Linked DNA regions of Sus scrofa: region 1 is linked to region 2. The links are chromatin contacts, called in public Hi-C maps. All regions are on one chromosome and are shown on one strand. Each heading gives the region's core, a stretch centred on a gene start, on an enhancer-like site or on the middle of the called end of the contact. The rest is flanking DNA. Distances are from core to core; before and after follow the strand shown. Region 1 holds the start of CANX (calnexin). Region 2 overlaps MAML1 (mastermind-like protein 1).

What was found. Hi-C and Micro-C count contacts between places; a contact is called where the count stands out from the background.
Region 1: a Hi-C map of liver shows a contact between it and region 2, with 2.6 times the contacts expected there. The contact joins the promoter of CANX here to the enhancer-like site in region 2. A contact is called at or near these places in 3 of 47 Hi-C or Micro-C datasets (heart right ventricle, liver and skeletal muscle) and 2 of 2 datasets of contacts at active chromatin or transcription factors (alveolar macrophages and skeletal muscle).

Annotation. Positions count from the first base shown.
Region 1 is chr2:78,913,767-78,918,203 of Sscrofa11.1, reverse strand. It overlaps CANX (calnexin), which reads left to right and starts at 2,376. Exons shown (of 15, transcript NM_001243210.1): 1 at 2,376-2,558.
Region 2 is chr2:78,838,464-78,842,726 of Sscrofa11.1, reverse strand. MAML1 (mastermind-like protein 1) reads left to right here. Exons shown (of 5, transcript XM_003123646.5): 2 at 1,985-3,397. Among named protein-coding and RNA genes, the nearest start is that of MAML1, 36 kb to the left of the region's middle. Within about 2 kb of position 2,851, at least 15 of the 83 cell types and tissues checked have an H3K27ac peak or open chromatin away from gene starts, as enhancers often do. A contact at or near this core is called in alveolar macrophages and liver, where this site is marked.

The sequences.
Region 1 (4,437 bases), core at 1,127-3,626, 76 kb before region 2:
ATTGCAAGTCTTTTTTTTTTCTTTTTCCTTTTACGATGTACCTGTGGTATATGGAAGTTTCTAGGGATGGGGTCAAATCAGAGCTGCAGCTGCCAGCTTACACCACAGCCACAGCAGCACCAGATCCAAGCAGCATCTGCAAACTACACGGCAGCTTGCAGCAACACCGGATCCTAAATCCGCTGAGCGAGGCCAGGGATTGCACCCGCATACTCACAGACACTATGTCGGGTTCTCACTCCCCTGGGCCACAGTGAACTCCAAGATATCAAGTTTTCTTCCTGGTGAAACCATGGTGAGTTTAGAAGAAAAAAAAAAAAAAAAAGGCAAATCCTTAAGAAAAAAAGTGGAGGAATTTTACAGACCCTGGGATTAAGTTCCTGAGTTTGCCCAAAAGATGTTTTGAAAGGCAAGAAAGAAGCTTACCTATGAAAAAGCTAATCATGTCATAGGGAATATAGGCAGATAGAACTGAGATTCAGATGACAAGGATAACAAGAAAAGTGGGCAAGTTTGGTGTACCTGAGGGACCCAAATGGGCATTCCTCATCAGGATCACAGATATCAATGGTGTGAGCCCAGAGATCTGAAAGGTGTTGCATGTTCTTTGTTTTCACCAAATCTTCAACTGCACCCTTGTTAAGCTCAAGGAAGCTTCAGTTAACACTTGAGGATTATGGAACCACATACTGCATGGAAGGTACCCACACCTGAAGTCAGAAGATGAGTGGATCTCCAAGCCAGAAGATAAATGAATCTCCAGTCGTGGTTATGGCAAATCAACAAGAAGGAAACTGCCCTGACAGATAACACTTGGACTGCTCCATCTCTTGGTAAATAAGCCATCATGCAGGATCTTACCTTTTTTTTTTTTTTTTCCTCTTTTCTTTCTTTCTCCCCCTCCCTCCCCCTTTTTTTTTGTTTTTGTTTTTTTTAGGCCCACATATGTGGCATATGGAAGTTCCCAGGCTAGGGGTTGAATCAGAGCTGCAGCTGCTGGCCTACACCACCGCCACAGCAACATGGGATTGCAGATGTGATAAATTCATTTGAGTAATAAGAAAAATGAAAAAAACAAAAACAACAACAACAAAAAAACCCATGGGATTGCAGCCACATTTGTGACCTACGCCTAAGCTTAGGATGGATCCTTAACCCACTGAGCAAGGCCAGGGATTGAATCCGCATCCTCACAGACACTATGTTAGGTTCTTAATTCACTAAGCCACAATAGTAACTCCTGGAGGATCTTATTCATGAAATCCGTACTGTTGGAAAATGCTTCAAAGAAGCAAACAACATCCTGTGGCCCTTCAAACTATCTTCTCCTGAAGGGCCCAGATAAATAGATCTAACAGGCTTATTAAATGGATGAACTGAGTTGTCTATGTGATTATTTTTGTAATCTGGGTCAGTAAATAAAGTGACTTCAAATTGTGAAAAAAACAAACACAAAATTCATTCTTCAGAGATTTGGCCTCAGCTTCCTTTTAAGAACATTGTGCTTTAACGGAAAAAAAATCTCTAACAAGATCCTTAGTAGGATCTACAGTCCTGCTCTGTCTCAGGCCCAGAAAACTGAAGATGTGCTAAAAGTTAGTTACAAAATCTGTGGTGTGTTTGAAAATTTTCCATTGCACCATCTTTTTCTCACTCACTGCTGTTAAGTGTGATTGTGCCCTTTTTGTCTTATCTTGCTTTTGGAAACATCACAAATTGAAAGTTGAAGTAACGCTGGATTATAGTATTCTGGGCTATATTTTGACGTTGGGTGATAAGGCGGCCTCAGACTGCTGGGCCCAGAGCAATGACTCTGCAGGAACGGTGGCGCCTGGTGTACAGCGACTCCAGGACAGGCCAAGGGAGCCGTGACTGATTCCATCATATCTGCGCACTCGCTGCACTGGAAACCAGGTCCTTCCCGATGGCTCAATGGACCTCCCACCCATCCTGCCAGCTTCCATTTGCTCTCTCATCGAAGGGAATGAGATGCCAGACCCCGAGGCCCGGGTCCAGGCACCTGAACGGTCGAAACCATAGAAATTAGGATGCAGTGCCGGGCAGCGCGCCCACTAAGGCACCAGAACAACCAGCGCGGGAACGCCTGCCTGGCCAGTCCCGCCCCACGACGCGCGCGCGCGCGCGCGCGCCCCCGCCGATCCCGATGCCGCCGTACACCGCCTCCTTCCATACTGCCCAACCAACAGCCACTTCCTGCCTCACTCCTAACCAATCCCCACACTCCACGAAGAATAGCCCTAGGGGGCGTATGGGAAGGTGCATAGAGCGATGGCCACAATAACCAATTGAATTCAGGATCTTGCGCGAGAGGGCGGGACTTGGCGCTGGTGGTAGCTACTGAGGAGACAGGGGCGGACGCAGGGCCGGGCTTCGTGCGGTGGGGCTCGCTCGCGCGGCGGCTGCAGGAGTCGAGGCCTCTTGGTTCTGCGGCACGTGACGGTCAGGCTCCCTCAGCCGCTGTCTCCACTGCAGCGTGGGGCCAGGTGTGCGGGCGGGAGGAGGCGCGGGCACCACCGGCGGTCCTCCTGAGGCTTGAGGTGAGACAGGGGCCTGCCCGTGTCTTCGGGCCTGTGAGGACCCTCGGGGGCCTGGGTGCGCGGCCTGGCGGCGGAGGTCTCGAGAAGCCGGGCGTGGCCGGGGCTGAGGGGTCCGGCTGAGTTTCGATGGCTCAGGCCCTGGTGGACCCGCCAGACGGGATGGGTTAGGCCTGAACCTGGGCCGCTTGAGTTGCGGAGCCAGGCCCAGGCCGCGCCGCCGGGGTTGGGAGGCGTGGCAGGTGTCCTAGAGCCTTTCTTGACCTCTGGGAAAGCTAACTTCTCTTCATGGTTCTGCTTCTAGGGCTTTCTTATACCTATTGCTGACTGCCTGGGAAGCTGTGAGGTGGGGTAGAGTAACCGGGTAAAGGTCTGGAATAGGATCGGGCCTTGTTGGTACTCTTAGTAGTGGGGAAAGGTGATAATAGGACAGAGAGAGGATATTTAGAATTAGCATTACAGATCTAAAATTTGAAAATTAAAACCGCAAAGTGAAGACTGGACTGTAGCAGCCTGAAGAGTATGGAGAATGTGCTAGAACACGCACTGGTTAAAAAACTTAAGTCCTAACATTTACATCTATTTGGAGATTGGGGGAGTAAGTAATCTCGTCGTAAATTCAGTGGGCTTTTAAAAGCAGGAAAGCACCCAAAAGCTCTCCGTGGGCAGGTCGTTTTATAGTGAAGGAAACTGAGGCCCAGAGCTCAGAAATGATCGGCCCAAGGTCATGCGATTAGTTTTATGATCACGTTGGAATTACAGTTGAAAGCTAGGCAGTTTGTGTGTAGTGGTTAAGACTAAGGCCCTTGTTCAGGTCCTTCATCAGCCATTTGTTGCTATGTGAACCTGGGCAGTTCACTTCGTTTCAGATAATGGATGTAATACCTGATAGAGTTGTTGTTACCATTAAGACGTGTGTAAGAAAGAGCAGGAAAGTTAGATGTACATTTTTAACTGCTTGATAAATGACTGCAGTAAATTATTATGGTGAATGCTGTTGATCCACTACACTAACATCCTAATTAGCTAAGTCCTATTTTCCAGGACCTGAAGTCACATTTATGGAAATAGGAGGAAGAAACTGGACCTAGTGGTTTGACTGCTGATTGAGGGAAGTTAAACTGAGCTGGATATTAATTAAAAGCTTGGGAGGAGAAAGGTGAACCACAGTTAGGTCTCTTTACCTCTAATTTAAGAAATAGAACCTTTTACTTAATTTCTTAATGGGTAGAATGGTGTGGGGAGGTTTTCGTTCTGTTTTGTTTTGTTTTAAGAGGGGAACCCCGTTGATCTTCAAGACTGTTGTGTACCTCACTCTTTTTTCAGTACTGTTGAAGGGTCACTGCTGAGTTGTATATTTGCTGTAGTTAGAGCAGAGGTAAAGCACTGTGTGGGAGTCCTCCTGTGCACCAGTCTGTGTGCACAAGCAAACAAGCCAGGAAACTGGATCATGAGGTGGCTACAGTGAGCTGTGTATTGGAGTAAATGTGTTGCACCGCAGATTTTCTGACCTATCCGATAATGGGTGTCAGCATCCCTTCCTACTTGACTATCTCTCCTTAACAGTTTCAGCTAACACATTATCTTCCAAAGAGTAAACGTTTTGACAGAAGTTGTTGCTGCAGTTTTGGCAATCCTGCTATTGCATCCTTTCAGTTACAGAGTTCACTTTGCCCTGAGAGATAGCTTAAGGGAACGAAGCGACAGTTGGTAAGCATAAATGCAGACTCAAGAGACTTGAATTCCAGGCCCAGCATGGTAACTAGCTTATGAGCTAAGTTGGTTTCTATGTCTTTAAAATTGGAGTGAGGAATCCTCTGACTACCTACCTTACCATTAGGGGGCTTTTTAGGAGGGACAAGTAAGATGGTGAACATGAAAC
Region 2 (4,263 bases), core at 1,602-4,101:
ATGGTTGCATTTACTGAGCATTCCTGTTTTTCTAAGCTAACTTAAGTACCCACGTATGTATATAAAGAAATAGCTAGGATTTATAGAGCACTATGCAGTCAGCTTTAAGTTAAGAAATAAAATCTTGAAGGGGAAAGGTTGGAGCATTAAAATTGTAATTTGGGGTTGATAAAATTGCTCTCCTTGTTTTCTTGCTTGTTGCACGTTTGTGTCTGCAGATAGATTGGCCCTGAGAGCTAATGCTCATGGGCCACACCCACTACCCTCAGGTACTTCTGTACTCAGGCTCCTAGGGAAGGTGTGGTGGGTCATTGTAGCCCTTCTCTGCAGCAGAGGACAGCAGCACAGTGTCCTATGCTACTCTCTGACTCTTCTGAAATCCATTTAACCATAATAGTGAAAGCTGTTATTTGGAACATTGTAAAAAGCACAGTACCGATGCTTTGGGCCAGTTGGGGGAAGGGATGGAATATCAGTGGGGGATGAAGGACAAAAATGTAACAGAAGTAAACATAGGAAAAGAGCAGCCATGAATAGAGGCCAAGTGTAGGTGTGTCTATTAGTGGAGGAATTGTGTCCTGGCTGTTGAAAATGAGGCTGGGGAAGAAAGATACTGCCTTTTCTCTTCCCCACCCCTACTGTTATGTTCTTTCCATGAAACTCCTGCCTTTGGACTCTCAGAGTGCTTGTTGCTCTACTTCTTGCATAGGGCATTTGTCTTAGTCTGTAGCCACATCCATGTATGTCCTGTATCCTAGAAGATTGGAAGCCCGTGAAGAGATAGACCACCTCATCTGTCTTGATATCCCACAGCACTTGTCCCTGACACATGATAGACTCCTTTTTTTTTTGTCTTTTCTAGGGATGCACCCATGGCATATGGAGGTTCCCAGGCTAGGGGTCTAATCAGAGCTGTAGCCACTGGCCTATGCCAGAGCCGCAGCAGCTTGGGATCCGAGCCACGTCTGCTACCTATACCACAGCTCATGGCAACAATGGATTCTTAACCCACTGAGCAAGGCCAGGGATCAGACCCGAAACCTCATGGTTCCTAGTTGGATTCGTTAACCACTGAGCCACACCGGGAACTCCCATGATAGACTCTTAATAAGGTTAGTTGAACAAATCTGGTTGAGGACAACACAGGGAAGTATGTGACAGTGCCAGATGTGACTGTGTTAAAATTAACGGTCTTGTTAAGAAGTGGTAGGGTTTGTGAGGGCTGGTGACTGGGTGCAGGGGATTAGAAGATGCTCGGTAGTGGCGGGGAGGAGAGTGGGACAAAAGCCAAAAGGCAGAAGTCTGCAAAGCATATGAGGAAGCAGCCTAGCCTGGAAAGAAGGGGTGGAGCCAGGCAAGGGCACCTAGAAAGGCTGAGAAGGACATGAAAATGCCCGTGCACTGAGCTGGAGGCCTGGAGCTTGTGATCAGCCTCAAGCAAGGCCTGAGAAAAAGTCTGTACTAGCCAAATTTCCTTCAGCTGAAAGCAACAGAAATCCAAGTTAAACTGGTTTAAACACAAGGAGGGATTTATTTGTTCCCGTAAGTGAAAAGTCCAGGGGGATGGCTGGTTTTGGGTATAACCTAGATCTAGGACTCAAATGGTGGCTTCAAGAGTATGTATGTATCTTCTGGCTCTTACTGGCTCCATTCTCAGGCATATCCTCAGATTAGATGACTGTGGGCTCTATCAGGCTTGTGTCCTACAAAAAAAGCTGCAAAAGTCCAGGGACTGACGGGTTGACTGCAGCTGGGTTGCTTTCCCATAGTTGAGCTAGTCCTGACTCAGGCGAGGCCACAGGACCTGAGGGAGGGAGAGACAGCCCTGGAGGGGAAATGAGAGTTTGTTCCCAGAAGTGGGGGGTAAACTGGGCAAACAAGATCTGCAGAGGATTCAGGACCCTGGTTTAAGTCACCCTTAGAAGCAGAGGGGCCTCATATGTGGTGTTGTATTCATAAGTCACTCTTTTTTTGTGTTTTTCAGCATCTCCATGATACAGTGAAGAGGAATCTTGATAGTGCCACGTCCCCTCAGAATGGTGATCAACAGAATGGCTATGGAGACCTCTTTCCTGGGCATAAGAAGACCCGCCGGGAGGCCCCTCTGGGAGTAGCTGTGTCTTCCAATGGCCTGCCTCCTGCCTCCCCCCTTGGTCAGCCTGACAAGCCTGGCACAGATGCCCTGCAAGCCAGCGGAAAGCACTCACTGGGGCTGGACTCTATTAGCAAGAAGTGTCTGGCAGACTCAAGCCTCCACCCAAATGGAGGCAACAACCCTGGTGAGTCATTTCCCCTGAGCCGGAATAAAGAACTGAAGCAGGAGCCGGTGGATGACCTGCCTTGCATGATCCCAGGGGCTGGAGGCTCCATATCTCAAAGCAACCTCATGCCTGACCTCAACCTTAACGAGCAGGAGTGGAAAGAGCTCATCGAGGAGCTGAACAGGTCAGTGCCCGATGAAGACATGAAGGATCTCTTTAATGAGGACTTTGAAGAGAAGAAGGATCCAGAGTCTTCTGGTTCTGCTACACAGACCCCTTTGGCACAGGACATTAATATTAAGACAGAATTCTCTCCAGCAGCCTTTGAACAAGAACAGTTAGGCTCTCCACAAGTGAGGGCTGGGTCTGCAGGACAGACCTTTATGGGGCCTTCATCTGGCCCTGTGAGCACAGATTCAGCCAGCCTAGGGGGCTCTCAGCCTCTGTTCCACGCCTCTGGTCAGCCTGGGGTGGACAGTCCCAGTCCTAACCTGATGCCGGCATCAGCTCAGGCCCAGAATGCACAAAGAGCCCTCTCCAGTGTGGTGTTGCCTAGCCAGGGCCCTGCCGGGGGCTCAGAACTGTCCTCTGCCCACCAGCTCCAGCAGATCGCTGCCAAGCAGAAGCGCGAGCAGATGCTCCAGAATCCACAGCAGACTGCCCCAGCACCAGGTCCAGGCCAGATGTCCACATGGCAGCAGACAGGCCCCTCCCACAGCCCTTTAAATGTCCCTTATCCCATGGAGAAGCCTGCCAGCCCTCCCAGTTACAAACAAGACTTCAGCAATTCCAAATTGCTCATGATGCCCAGTGTGAACAAGAGCTCCCCTCGGCCCGGAGGCCCCTACCTCCAGCCCAGCCATGTGAACCTTCTGAGTCACCAGCCACCGAGTAACTTGGGTCAGAATGCTGTGGCTAGCCAAGGGTCAGTGCTAGACTACGGCAATACCAAACCCCTTTCTCACTACAAAGCCGACTGTGGGCAAGGCAGTCCTGGGGCTGGTCAGAGCAAGCCGGCCCTGATGGCTTATCTTCCCCAGCAGCTGCCTCATCTGAACAATGAGCAGAACTCCTTATTTCTGATGAAACCAAAGCCAGGAAATATGCCCTTCCGATCACTGGTTCCACCTAGCCAGGTGAGCACAGGACTGGCTCTCTTACTCTTCGTTCACTTCTGTCCATCATGTTACCAAGTTCTAGGTGATTGGGGCACAAAGTGAGGGAGGGAGTGGCTACTTTCAACCTTTGACTCCCTTGGGAGTGAAAATTGATCAAGCCAACCAAGATTGATTCTTTGGGGGGGGCACGATTGCAGCATGCAGAAGTTCCCAGGCCAGGGATCAAAGTCTGTGCCACAGCAGTGACAGTGCTGGATCCTTAACTGCTAGGTTGCCAGGAAACTCCAGGATTGATTTCCTTTTTTTTTTTTGTCTTTTGAGGGCCACACCCACAACATATGGAGGTTCCCAGGCTAGGGGTCCAATTGGAGCTATTGTCGCCAGCCTGCACCAGAGCCACAGCAATGCCAGATCCGAGCTGAGTCTGCAACCTACACCACAGCTCACAGCAACGTCAGATCCTTAACCCACTGAGCAAGGCCAGGGATTGAACCCGCAACCTCATGGTTCCTAGTCTGATTCATTTCTGCTGAGACATGATGGGAACTCCCAGGATTGATTCTTAATAAACAAAAATAGGATAAAATCCCCTAGTACAACTTGGTTTTAACTGCATACAGGATTGAGGAATCCCCTGCACTTAGTCTAGTCTCTCTTTCATGCCATATGACTTAAGTATTTAAGCAGGTAAAGATCACATTTATGAGTTCCCGTCATGGCTTAGTGGAAACAAATCAGACTAGGAACCATGAGGTTGTGGGTTTGATCCCTGGCCTTGCCCAGTGCATTAAAGATCCAGCATTGCCATGAGCTGTGGTGTAGGTCACAGACGCAGCTTGGATCTGGTGTTGCTGTGGCATTGGTGCATAGGCCAGTGGCTACAG